Linked DNA regions of Triticum aestivum: region 1 is linked to region 2. Evidence: chromatin contacts called from public Hi-C data. All regions are on one chromosome and are shown on one strand. The core of a region is the stretch at or near the end of the contact, and the rest is flanking DNA. Distances in the headings are between cores, read along the strand shown. Region 1 holds the start of LOC123130362 (lichenase-2). Region 2 has its middle 230 kb from the start of LOC123092442.

The links. Hi-C and Micro-C count contacts between places; a contact is called where the count stands out from the background.
Region 1: a contact with region 2 is called in a Hi-C map of leaf, with 5 times the contacts expected there. The contact joins the promoter of LOC123130362 here to the enhancer-like site in region 2. A contact is called at or near these places in 1 of 5 Hi-C or Micro-C datasets (leaf) and 1 of 1 datasets of contacts at active chromatin or transcription factors (leaf).

Annotation. Positions count from the first base shown.
Region 1 is chr1B:447,368,401-447,375,042 of IWGSC CS RefSeq v2.1, reverse strand. It overlaps LOC123130362 (lichenase-2), which reads left to right and starts at 5,342. Exons shown (of 2, transcript XM_044550279.1): 1 at 5,342-5,579. The coding sequence starts at 5,507.
Region 2 is chr1B:446,726,146-446,733,009 of IWGSC CS RefSeq v2.1, reverse strand. No RefSeq gene overlaps it. Among protein-coding and RNA genes, the nearest start is that of LOC123092442, 230 kb to the right of the region's middle. Within about 2 kb of position 4,514, at least 6 of the 8 cell types and tissues checked have an H3K27ac peak or open chromatin away from gene starts, as enhancers often do. A contact at or near this core is called in leaf, where this site is marked.

The DNA.
Region 1 (6,642 bases), core at 4,093-6,592, 640 kb before region 2:
CAAGACACACCACCTTGCTAAGGATGCCCGCCTCACACCAATGTGTGCAAACATACCCTCCTAGGCAGAATTGGGATACCCGCTTCAGTCTGATGCGTGCTCCAGTAGTACCTAGGCCAATCGTTGGGTGGAGGAGTATGAGGCTGAGGGCGACATCTGCACCTGGTCGGTGCCTTGAGACCTTCTCAAATGCATTTGGCATCCTTTAGGCCATGCCCTCATTGAGGTTGCTGCACCTTGCCACCGTGTTGGGCCTTCATGGTGATGGTGGACAACCGAACTTCCTGGTGGAGTTGAGGCGGATCCGATATTAGGCAATGAGACCCACGTTGCACGTGGATGTATGCGATGTAGGGCATGAACCCGAACAAACTGAGGAAGTAAAACACATATAATTCCTGTCTTTTTCCTTTTCACTGCTTTGACAACATTATTTTTTGAGAACTGACAACATTTTAACATGGTATCACCCGTTGCAACGCACGGGTAATTTTCGTAGTAAAAGTAAAAGATAGGCCCTTCGCAGAGGGAAGCAGAGGTTGCCATGCGCTTTTTGGTTGTATGCTCAATCCCTTAGTGCAAGAGAACATCATGTTATATTGCCCCTTATGATGGCAACCTTTATTATGCAGTCTGCCGCTTTTATTCTTCACCATCACAAGTTCGTACAACGCTCAGTTTTCTCTTACACTAAATGATCTAACACTTTTAAAAGCAATTTTTATTGCCTTATTGCACCCATGACAACTTACTTGAAGGATCTTACTCAATCCATAGGTAGGTATGGTGGATGATGACCCACAAGTATATGGGGTCAATTGTAGCCTTTTCGATAAGTAAGAGCGTCGAACCCAATGAGGAGCAGAAGGAAATTACAAGTGGTTTTCAACAAGGTAATGTATGCAAGTGCTAAAATTGTAAGTGCAGAGGATAGCAGTGACAGTGACATGAGGTTTTACCCAAAGCTTAGCATCTAGGTACGATGGTAACAGTGACATGAGGTTTTACCCAAGTTCGAGCTCTCTAAGGAGATAATACCCGATGACATGCGTGTGTTTATTGTGTTGGAGTAAGTGCAGAGTACATGTGTCTACCCAGAGATTGTAATGTGTCCTCTACGAGCCTAGCCCTCAATCAATATCCCAGTCGGCCACGTACGAGGAAATCGAGTCTTCCATGAAATCAGACATCTTGAACTACACGTCATGTCTTCTGGATCCTTCGGTTTACGCGTCATGGGCCGCTCGATGTGGTCCACTCCAGAACCGACAAGGAGGTCCTCTCCCGGGCCCATCGGGCCGGGAGATGACGTTGTGGGAGGCCCCCCTATCCGGGACACTGTCATATTGTGGGTGCATTTTTGTCAGTGACGTGATTTGAATCCTATCATATCTCCACAATGCCCCCCGTCTATATAGTACAACTTTCCTAAGCGAGCCAAGTAACCGAAAATCAATAAGATGACTGTCTCTGAATATGTTTGTGGCACTTTTTATAAACTCAAGCACACAATTAGGACACTGGTGTCATCAATACCAAAATCACTTAGTGGATAATATTACCTTTCAACTGACCCATGAAAACCCTATGTGGCGGAAAACCGATGGAGGGTGGGGACAAAGCGTACGTGAAAGGAGGGATGTGAGGGTCTCGAAAGAAATATTCGACTTATGATGGAACCTTAGGTTCTTCAGAATATAGAGATGCAGATAGAGATATAATGTGGGGACGTAGATAAGAGATAGAGATAGAGATATACAAGTAGAGAAAGAGATTAATCGGTCTGACGAAAATTGTGTGGATATGGTGGGGCAGAAAATCGGCGGAGGGTGGGGAGAGAGCATACGTTGAGGGAGGGGGAGGAAACATACGGCGTATGGAAGAACCTTAGGTTCTTTTTAAACATAGAGATAGATATTTAAATTAGATGAGTGGAGATAAGTAGAGAAGCAGAGAAGATAGAGATATAGATAGAGATTAGCCGAGCCGATGTAAACCTTAAAGGGAAAGAAGCAGAAAACAGATGGCGGGTGAGGGGTGGGGAGAGAGCGTATGTGGAGGGAGGGACACGGGGGTGTCAGATCAAACATACAATGTATGCCAAAACCTAGGCTTTTTAAAAATTTGAGATAGATATAGACATATAAAGCAGAGAAGTAGAGAAGAGATATTGATAGAGAAGGTGGAGATAGATATAGAGAAGTAGAGATAGAGCTTAGCCGGTCTGATGAAAGCCGTGTGGGGAAAACAATAAAAAAATGGGCGGGGGCTGAAAACCCATGGAGGATGCGAGAGAGCGTACATGAAGGGAGGGGGCGTGGCGTGTGAGATGAGACGTACGACACATGATAGAATCATAGTTTATTTTTAAAAGTATAGTGCTAGAGGTATGAACCTTTTCTACGGATAGGTCTTTACGGGAGTACATGGAGGGATTAGGGGAATTAGTTCGAAACCAAAGCGGGGCCCACATGAAATACAAGGTGGAGGGATTAGTGGAGTCGATACATGTTCCCGTAAGATCTCTCCGTAATAATTTGACTGTAGGTTCAAGATTTCTGTCTTTGTAAATACTCTTATTGCAACGCATGATTTTGTCGGTATGAAAATGCAAAATATTTAAAATGTAAAAAAAATGTTTTTATGATATATCCTCCTCTGTACCGGTAGTTTGCTGCAGTTTCCATACATATCAGCTACGTATCTTTCTTGAGCAAGTAGTGCACAGTTGAACAGGGAACCGATTCAATCAGCATTTCCGTTCCAGCAAAGTGATGGATGACTAGATCGATGCTGATCCAAAAGGGAAAAAAAAAAAGAGGACACGATGCCCACAAACGAATACAGCATTATATTAAAATCCACACATATTAACTACCACTCTCTCCCCACTACGACGACAGGGACTTGATCATCATACGGATGAAACCAACACCTAAGCAGCCTGATATGATGATGATGATGATGATCAGGCCGGCCAGGTCAGGTAGCTAGGCAGGATGAAACACACATGTATCCTGGAGGACACGCACGCGCCAGATCCCTGACAGGACATGCTGTTCCCCTGCGTCCACATAAGCCCGGGGAAATATGGATAGAGTGCACTTTTCCATGTGGCCCTCCCCGTCCGATCCGACGAGGCAAAGCAGGTTCCCATCCATCCATACATGGGGGTAGGACAAGGCCGCGGGGCCGGTGCTGGTGACCTTGCAAATCGGTGTCCACATAGGCCAGATTAAGCAAAAGCGCAAGATAACCAACTCCATCAAACCAAAATTGTTGGGAGGCACCGATCAATTAAGTTGTACTACATACATAGTATGTTGTTGCTTCACCCGCAAAAAAAAAGCATGTTGTTGCTTAGCTGGCTGTATACATGTTTTTTTTTGTGGGGTGTATACATGTGGGTTGTGGGTGCTTTCTTCTTCTTTAGGTTCCTTTGTGGGCTATGTGTGATTTCGACCACAATATAATGGTCCCTTTCGAAATTCGGTGAACACCGATTTTTAGCAAAGCGAAAGGTTTCAAGTCAAATGTGCACATGTGCGCATCGATCGAAGATGACTCTCGTATTCTCAACCATATCAGATAATTACGTACTTTTTGGTTTGTATCAGATAAATAGGTTTGGACTTTCAGGTTTTGGTAAGCCTGAGAGTCTGTAATCCTGGTGGTAAGTTGCTAACCCTCCTTTGTTTAAAAAAAAGGTTGCTAATCATTGGAATAAATCAGGACAAAGTAGGCATCTCTAGTGGAAATTCCAAACCAATGATGTGCCAGAAACTAACTTGGCTACATGCACGGTACTAATTGGAAGCATCATCATAACCACAAGTTGATCAATATACAACTCGCTACAAAACGCATGTCTCAAGAAGACCATTTTAGCTAGCATATAGGACCAATTCAATTTATGTGCCAAAAGAGGGCAGCCCAGCTTATATGTGTCAAAAAGTTGGGCTGCTAAGCCACCAATAGGAAATTTCTCATCATCCATATGCATGTGTTAACCCAAACCAATATGTCCAAGCAGACCAGCTGCATGCTAGCTAATCCTAGACACGACCGGTTCTTAAATACAATTGGTCCGGTCGAATAATTCGTGCACCTAAATATGTCCCGAGTCATCGTACAGTTTTTATATTCGTATTAACTGTAATCTACACATTTGGTGCACCTAATATTATCTCGTCATTAGCACTCATACTAGCTAGAAAGCAGTTGCATAGCCGGCCGGACTCCACTGATAGCAACACATACTGTATGTAAAAGAACTATCAACGGCCGGATCTGGATATCCCACCTGATCACTAGGATTGGGAGGGAGAGACGTAGTACTTAGTTTGTTGTCGAGGCTATTGCAACACCATGCCACAGGGGAAAACCATGCGTGTTTACGCCAAAAGCTCACTTGTATGGTGCGCTTAGACAAGTCGTGGTGTTGTGTTTCTATGGCAATTCCTAATAAAGCTCCTCTTCATCTTTTCAATTGTAAGGCTGATGAGCTCAATACCTTCTCTTCCGAGACGACAAGTCCAAAAGTTTAGTGGAATAGGTCTTGTTTGAAAAAAGTATACGGCCATGCTTAATTAAAGTGGTTCAAGTAATTCTGTGGTCCGTTTGACAAAGATGTAAATTAATTAGGTACACCAAAAACACAAATGTTCTTATGACACATACTATTGATTTCTTGCAATATAGCCACAAAAACAATTATATGTAGAAATAAGAGTAATATAGATCCCACTATTAGGTAGTAAAAGGTAGGGTGACAAAAGGCTTCTGATGTAGTACTCCAAATCTCTTTAAATTGACCGTGGATATTCATTACTAAAATATCATTTCCTCTGTATATATGTCACTTCATGATAAAAAGAACATCGAAGCCGACAAAACCGTAGCGCCGGTTCTTCCTACGTAAGTCATGTCAACTTCAAATATATTTTTTTTTGTCGCAAACAAGACTCCGTGGTGTCAATTCTTCTTACGTAAGTTATGTCGGATATCCACCGAACACGGTCTTCCCGTAAAAAAAACCGCCGCCGAATGTCGTTGAGTAAGACGTGAACATATCCAAAGCCGCGCGACCCGTCATTGACCTAGAAACTTCACTTTCATGGTACATCATGGGTGGAGTCCAAAATTCAAACTATTTTTCAAAAGTTGTTTGGTGCTACTATGAATGAATGAAGGAAGGGGAATCTCTTGCCTACCTGCAACAACAACCTGGTGTACCGGATAACCTCTGCCCACCACCAGACTCTCTATGAGAAGGGGGTGACGCATGCAAACGGCCTAGGTAGTCAATCGCAACGGGCTAAATAAATGTCGCTGGAGGCGTTGGGCCTGCGCGCTCCCGAGTGGATTGGACCAAACTGTCTCCTCGGATCCTATATAAGGGGCCGGCACCCCGTTGTGGTCTCACCAGAAAAGAAACAACAAGAGCTTGAGAGACTCTTGGCATCACACCCACACGCCCCCTCCAACGCAGCCAGAGAGAAAGAGAATGGCGAGCCAAGGTGTTGCCTCCATGTTCGCTCTGGCATTGCTCCTCGGAGCCTTCGCCTCCATCCCACAAAGTGATTCCCCTTCCTTCTCTCTCTCTCTCTCTCTCTCTCTCTCTCTCTCTCTCTCTCTCTCTCTCTCTCTCTCTCTCTCCAAATGATTGGGTACAGTTTTTTTCATGCAAGTCGTGCAGGGAGTTTGTTTAGAAGATGGTAATACGTACGTTAATCTTAGCTTTCATTAAGAGAAGAATTAGCTAGCTAGCTAGGTAAGGTAGCTAGCCATGGTGCACGCATGGTCACATAAATCTCTCCCACCAACGTCACACAGTATAGCTTCCTCTTTTTTGAGATGCACAGTACACTGTTTAGGTGCATGTCGCTTTCGTTCTGCGTTTTATTCTTCCCGCGCCATCAGTCGCATGGTGAAGCCTAATCGGCGTCCGCCGGTCTCTCATTCTCTATCTTAAAGCGTCCGTCATGCATGGGAGCACAGTAACTTTTCATACATATTTTTTTGGAAACTAGATACGGTAAATTTTGTAAAAATCGTTTTTCACTAAAATAATCAGGAGTCTTGGAATTTGCTGCAGAGTATATATATACATCAATATATGATTCGCATGCACCAAGATAAAAGTGCACGTGTAATCGACCTTCATTGTGTTTTTTCCAGGGAAGAAAACGTTGCAAGAAGTAGGTGTTCCGCAGGGAAATTAATATGTTTAAAGTAACGAAAATGATAATTTCTAGATAATACGTAAAACATTGAAAGAGGTACTTCTAGGTTTTCCACGAGGAAGTTAATATCTTAAAAGCAATGAAAAGGATATTTTTAGGTAGTTTCAACTGTTTAACTATAAATCAATCTAGTTGATCGTACACTAAAGCAGCAAAAGCCAAAGCTTGCAAATGAAGTCTCGAAATGTTTGGTGGGCATGCATGTCAGTTAGCCATCTTTTTTACAAAGCCAGAAGGTTTAACTAACGACCTATAAGTAGCTAAGCCAGTGTCCCTTTCTCCAGTGCCATGTTAATCACCTAGAAAGTTTTTCTTCTTCCCTGCATGCAAAGTTGTGCATGCATGTCTTGACAGTGTCGCCCTAGCACTGTTGACACGAGCCCTACCACTTAAATTG
Region 2 (6,864 bases), core at 3,265-5,764:
TGCCGGCTCCGGCTTCACGGGGAGGAGCGCCCCCGGTGGCCGAGCCGGGCTGTTGGTGTGGACGACGGAGCGACGGAGCATCAGCTCCATCAGCTCCTCGAACTCCGCATCGGTGCCAGTGTAGACCTGGCCCGGCACCACTAGCGTGGACTACGGCGGCGGTAGCTGCTGATCCTTCTCATCGCCGGAGGAGATGTGATCTCTGCCCGTGTCGAGTCGCTGCCAGCCGGCGAGGACGACGGCCCCGGAGTTCGAGGGCAGCGTCTCCACGAGCCGGCAGATCCCGCCCCAGAACCGCCAGCCAGCGCCGACGCCCAGGACTTGCCCATTGCCAAAGATGTGGAGGAGGGGATGCGGTGAGGAGGAGGAGAGAGGGGGAGGATGCGATATGGACGGTGCCAGAGCGCGGTTTAAATAGCCGTGGCCAGGCCATGCGGAGGGCCAGTCAGCCACTGCAATGTGGTGCAGCGGCCGGAGTTGGTTCCTCGGGAACCAGCATCTGCATTAAAGCGGCGGTTGTTGAGAGGTCGCGTCAGTCAGCGCCGCCCTTCCTCCCTCCGGTCACATCGTGGTATCAATGTCAGCCTCCGCTTGCTCTGGGCCGGCCTGAATGCGGCATGGTAAGCGGCGCGTGCGTCGAAAGAAAAGTGCGGGAAGGGCAGGTGACGGATTTTTGGTAGGCCAGAGCGGTCAGAAGCGGGCTTGGGAGCGGTACGGATTCCCGCAAACCTCCCCAATTTTTGTCTCTGGTTTGCGAGAGAATCGCGTCCGGAGCGCCCCGCGGACTGATAGAGATAGGCGTTGGATAGCTTCCGTGATCTAGACGGTTGCGGGAGGTTTATGAGTCCACCTTGGAGATGCCCTAACATACAGGTTAAAATTGTGATTCAACATGTCACATGTCCTAAATATTTTGGTTAAAAAAAAACCTCAGTAGTGCTTTTGCTTGCATGGGAAATCAGCTCGGCACGATCAATCTGACGACTCATTACAATTTATTAAGAAGCTCGGAGTTTTTTATTCTTTGAGGGGTGGGACTGTTTACTTATCATGGCGTACAAAAATTGAATTATAGGTGTATGCACCATCACTGCCTACTCGATGAGCTGTGCAACCAAATTTTCGGTTGACAATCGATGGATGCGATCATTGCGTATGCTACTCAAATTGGCTTAAGATATGTGTATAGATACATTTGGATAACCGTATCGCCCAACTGTATGACGGCCGTGAGCATGAGCATGTGATAGTATCATATTTCCAGCTCAGCTTTATTCGTCTTCCACCATCACGTGGTGACGAATGTCGAGAGCTGTCAGCTGGGTACTTCGGTCGGCACTACTACCTCCGTCCTAATTTATTAGCCCCTTTTATAATTAATGCTAAATTTTGATCAAAGATTTAACTGATAAAATATTAGTGCATGTCAATGATATAATTTTTTATAACATGCGTGAACATTTTGTTAGTTAAATTTATGATCAAAATTTGGCACATATTACAGTAAGAACCAATAAACCAGGATAGAGGTAGTACATTACTAAACTAAATTTCTTTTTTTTCATCTTCTTAATAATGTGGTTTGGTACTTCGGTTGATTTGTATGGCACAAATTAATTTGATCCATCATTCTTTGGAGGTAGGTAGAATTGTTTGAGATATCGGATACTATAAAATCGGTTGTATTTGTGTGAACTTATGGTTAACACAGTTTGCCATTATCGCTTTGTGTCGTGCTGCACCGTGGAATTTGGAATTTCCAATATGGTGCCTCCGATTACTATAGTGATGAACCTTATCTAGAATATGATCCATAAAAGAAAACGCTTGCTAAAACGATCATAGGAATACCACCTATAGCACCTACCAGTCAAAGAGGAATTCTTTCAGTAGTATCGGCCATTTTTCCTATTTTTCCATATTTTATCAATGGGATAAGTATATTTTTCATCCCTCAACTTTTTTGATAGTATACAAATGGTCCTTCAACTGCAAAACCAGCAAATCTTAGTCCCTCAACATTCAAAACCAGATAAATTTAGTCCCTTAACTTTTAAAACCGGATAAATTTAGTCCCTCATACCGCTTCGGGTGGTTTTCTACCCAACGTGCAGTGGTTTTGATTCTGCGCGGTAGCTGTCCGCCATGACACCATCCCTCCCGGCCGAGGTAGCGCCCAACTGACGGTCATTCTCCTGTACAAAGCTAGCCTCGTACTAGCTCGCTCGTGTATAAAGCAAGCTCTTCCTGAAGCGCTTCTGGCTGTTGAATCATTAGTTAGTCGGTTGATTTTTTCCTGTTTTCTTCCCATTCAGTTAGCAAGGCACGAGCTCACTATTTTGTGTGGAGACCGTGCGCGTCGAGTCCGGCAGCTGCATGCATGTCGCTGCAAGTGTCCAGCCGCGCGTCAAGTTGTTTGCTTGACATGCATCAGTGTGAGTTGAGAGCTAACACTGGCTGGTGCTTTTGTCCCGAGAGGAACCAGCTTAGATCAATTAACGTGCATACGTAAGCTAGTTGTCTACTTTGCTTTTGCTACGTACATGCATCGACATGTAATAGTATCAACTACGAGCGGACCACATCAAGCCAGCGCTGCAAGCTCACTCTCGCCGAAAAGTCGCGTTGCCGCCGTTGAGCAGGCTAGCACACGGACGATCTCGCCATCGGCACAGTCAGACAGGCATATGTCGCAGCCGGCACGGAAGGACGCACACTGCTGCTGCTCTGCTTGTGCGCTCATGAGGAGGCGGCGTAAGTGGCGACCGGGAGCACGATGGGGGCCGGCAGCGCGCAACCTTCCCTGGCGCTAACATTTTTTTTTCTGTAGTGTATATCATAATACCACACCAAGTCGAAAGAAAACCACCTAAAATAGCATGAGGGACTAAACTTATCCGGTTTTAAAAGTAGAGGGACGAAGTTTTGCTGGTTTTGAAGTTAAGGGATCATTTCTCCACTTTCAAAAGAGTTGAGGGACGAAAAATATACTTTTCCCTTTATCAATTGGTCATGCTGGAGACAAATACAGTCAAGGATGGTTATAAGGATGGTGTCCTTCCGAATGAGATAAGTGAATTTGGCCACTATTAGTGGATAATATGATTTCTTTCATTTTAGAATCCCAAATAATTTTTTACGAGTCAATACATAAAAGATATAATTCATTTTTCCTCTAAAATGTACTAATTCTCTCTACGATTTGTTAAGACAAATCAGAATAGCGAGGTGAAAGATACCATAACAATGTATATCATACTCTGTTTACCCTAGTTTTTTCAGCGAAGTTTTTTTTTGTTTCATTAGTCAATATAAAATAAGTGCCTTATTAAACTTTTAGGAATGTACCATTAGAATTTAGTACATCCAAAACTTAAAATTATACTAATAAATTTAATTTTAAATAAATAATGAAACAATTTTTTTGAGATAAAATACAAAATAAATATGTGCCACAACAGAACCTTGGGCCTGAAGAAGACTAGTGGGCCTTGTTCTGGAGAGTGTTTGTTGTCACGTGTGCATGTTACCAGTCTAGGTGTCACGCACACGTGAGAACGAACACTCTCCAGAACAAGGCCCACTAGTCTTCTTCAGGCCCAAAGCTCTGTTGTGGCATTGAAAAGATAGAAGTACTCTTCTGTGGACAGATTTTAAAAGCCAAATATACACTTTTCACCGGACGGAGGGAAGTACACCATTACCGAGGAGTACTACTACCGTTCTTACTGTTTTGGTTTTACAGCCATACTCCTCATTCAGTTAATAGGAAACAATCACACTTGTTATCTTCTTCTACTTCTATGAAAGTAGCGTTCCATTTTTGCTGCTTGCTTTGTCCAACCTCTCTAAGCACGCCCTCCCCTCGCTATTTTGATCCTCCTCTCATCTTCATTTTTCATCGATTTTCCCGAAAGGGATTTGACCGCCCCACATCTTATTGACTCTATCAAATCTCATTTTATTACATAAGCCAATAAGCGATGGTTTAATCGATAGATAAAGTCTATTTTTATCCATTATAGCATAATATTTATGCCCCGCTGCAACACACGTGTAATTGCCATGTTATATGACTTATATGTAAGTAGTGCACGCTTAAAGCTGTATTCTGTAAGCAACGTGGAAGTAGCAACCACAATTCCCGGCGGGTGACACATCGGCGCGTTGCCGTGTCCCATCCCGGCCATCAAGCGGCACACGCTAGCCAGCTACGCAGGAACAGCAACATCATGGGAATTAGGAAGATGATACGGCGGATTTGCCGTGCCGCCTCAAGCCCTCATCTCAACTCACGTCGAGATCGGCCCCCATAACGAGCCGCGCGGGGAAAAGGACGCGACCAGTCGACCACCGCCTGTCGACGAACGAATCCCCACCCCCCGACCCTGCGGCCTCTCTCCTGGACCCCCCCCCCCCCCCCCCCCCCCCGCGCCACGCACCAGCTGGCTGACACGGCACCCGCACAGCACGCGCCGCTGCCGTGACAGCCCCGTGGCGGTCTCCAGGACCATCGAGGCGCGAGCGCAATGATTGCCCGCCCGAGCCCGTCGCCGTCGCCGTCGACCGCCCTCCGGGTAGGGAGGCTGGGCCGCATGTGCCTGCGTGCGTGCGTGCGTGCGCGGCCTGATCGGCGAACGGTAGCCATCGATCGGGTGGCGTCCTCGTCCACCGGCCGGGAAAGCGCGCGCGCATCTGATCGGGGACGGACGCTGACCGGTGTTTAAGCCCGGAACCCTCCGCCTGTCAAGTGTCAAACCAAACGGTGGCCGCATGGATTTACGGGGTAATCATGGGGCTGAAAGGAGACCTGCAACAGTCGCGCGAATTGCCTAACTGGTGTGGTGGATGCCTAACGGGGAAAAGGCTTGGCAATCTGATGGGTGGTCTCTTCTCTGGTGAGAGTAACGCGTCCTTGGTTTCAGTCGACTTGATTGATGCCTAATCTCACCAGTCTGGCCATCTCCTACAAAATAACAATTTTTAAATACAAAATAACATTTTCTGAATACACGTTTTTCTGCAAAAAAAAATTAAATACAGGTTGTAATTCTACCTTTTATATATATATTGTACATTTCTACTATACATTAGGAAAAAAAATTATATGTATATTTTGAATATTTGGCAATATAAACAAAAGTAAAAGAAGAAAGCAACAAACGAATAGCAAAATGTTACAAAAAAATAGTGAAAAAAGAGCGCTTTGAGGCCTAAGGCCTCCCACGCGCGGGTCCGGTCAGTCTGGCGCTCGCTTGAGGCGAGGTAGACATTTGTTTCGCTTATAGCGAGACATAGGCAAACGCCATCGCACATGTGTGGCCGGCCTACGGCAATCCCCATTTGGCGCTTTAGGCACCCGTTAAAAGTCATCTTGCTAGCGAGTGCTCGAAGCACACACCCTCCTCCCGCGCTTGGGCCGGGTCATCTGATTTTCTCTTTTTCCATTAAAACTGAAAAAAAGGGTGGGATGTCAAGGATTCGAACCTGAGACAACGCAGCAACCACTCGCAGAAGAAGCCGCATGGGACAATTTACTTTGTTTTCGCCTATTATTCTCTCTACAGATCGCGATGCCCACAGTTTTTTTCTTTTTATTTTCTTTTTTCTTATCATTTCTCTGTTTCTTTTGCGAATGCGCCAATTTTTGTCCATTTTTGTAATTTGTTTTTAAGAATCAATGGAATCTTTTTTCAAATTTGTGAACTTTTTTCAGAATGGATGAAATTTTTTCAAGATGGATGAACCTTTTTTAATTTTGATGAACTCTTTACAAATTAAAGAAAATTAATTCAAAGTCGAAGAACGTTTTTTCAAAATCTATGAACTTTTTCCAAATTTGATGAACTTTTTAGAAAAATCCTATGAAATTTTATTCAAATCAATGAACTTTTTCGCAAAATTCAAGGAAGTTTATCCACATTCGTGTATTTTTTTAATAAAATAGGTGATTTTTCTTCAAATCCGTTCATTTTTTTCAAAACCAGGTGAACTAATTTCGAATTCAAGATTTTTTAATTCAAAATTGATGAACTTTTTTCGTAACCCGGTGAACTATTTTAAAATTTTTGATTTTTTAATTCAAAATCTATGAAGGTTTTTAAAATCAATTAACCTTTTGGAACTATTTTCTAAAACTGATGAACTTTTGACAGCTTTTTTCTTTTTCAAATTCGTGAACATTTTTCTAATTAACAAATTTTTTCCATTATCGTAAATTTTTTCAATTGGTACGAACGTTTATCAATTTTTTTAAATTAATTGTTTTTGTGAATTCTTTTGCATATTTTTGTTTTATTTATTCAATTCAAAATGTTTTATCTCTTAAACCAGGCTTCTAAACCTCGAACCGTTTTCACCATTGGCTTCCTTGCATCAAGATTTTCAAAATGAGATCCCATGTTGATAGGTTTTGACAAACATTTTTTCATGAAGAAAAACCGCAGGAAAAAAGCCGGGTGAAAAAACCGAGCGGGGTCACCTTTTTTTCCTTTTCAGAAGCCGTTTCCGAGAGGCACAATTGAAAGCAAATACATGCCTCTCGCGCAAGAAAAAATATGCCTTTCACGAAAAAAAGTTGAAAACACGTTAGTTTCCGGTTTCGAGACTCGCGGCCGTGGTTCTCGTGCTAGATAAATGATGGCTCTTGTGTAAGCAAAACCATGCATCTCGCGAAAGCAAAAAAAGAAGAGAAAACATGTGTTTTTTTCGTTTTTGAGAGGCACGGCTGTGCCTCTCGCGGAAGCAAAACCGTGCCTCTCACAGAAAAAGAAAAAAAAATGTATTTTTTCGTTTCCAAGAGGCACGGCCGTACATCTCGCGAAAGAAAGAAAAAGAAAACGTGTTTTTTCACGCAATTTTTTT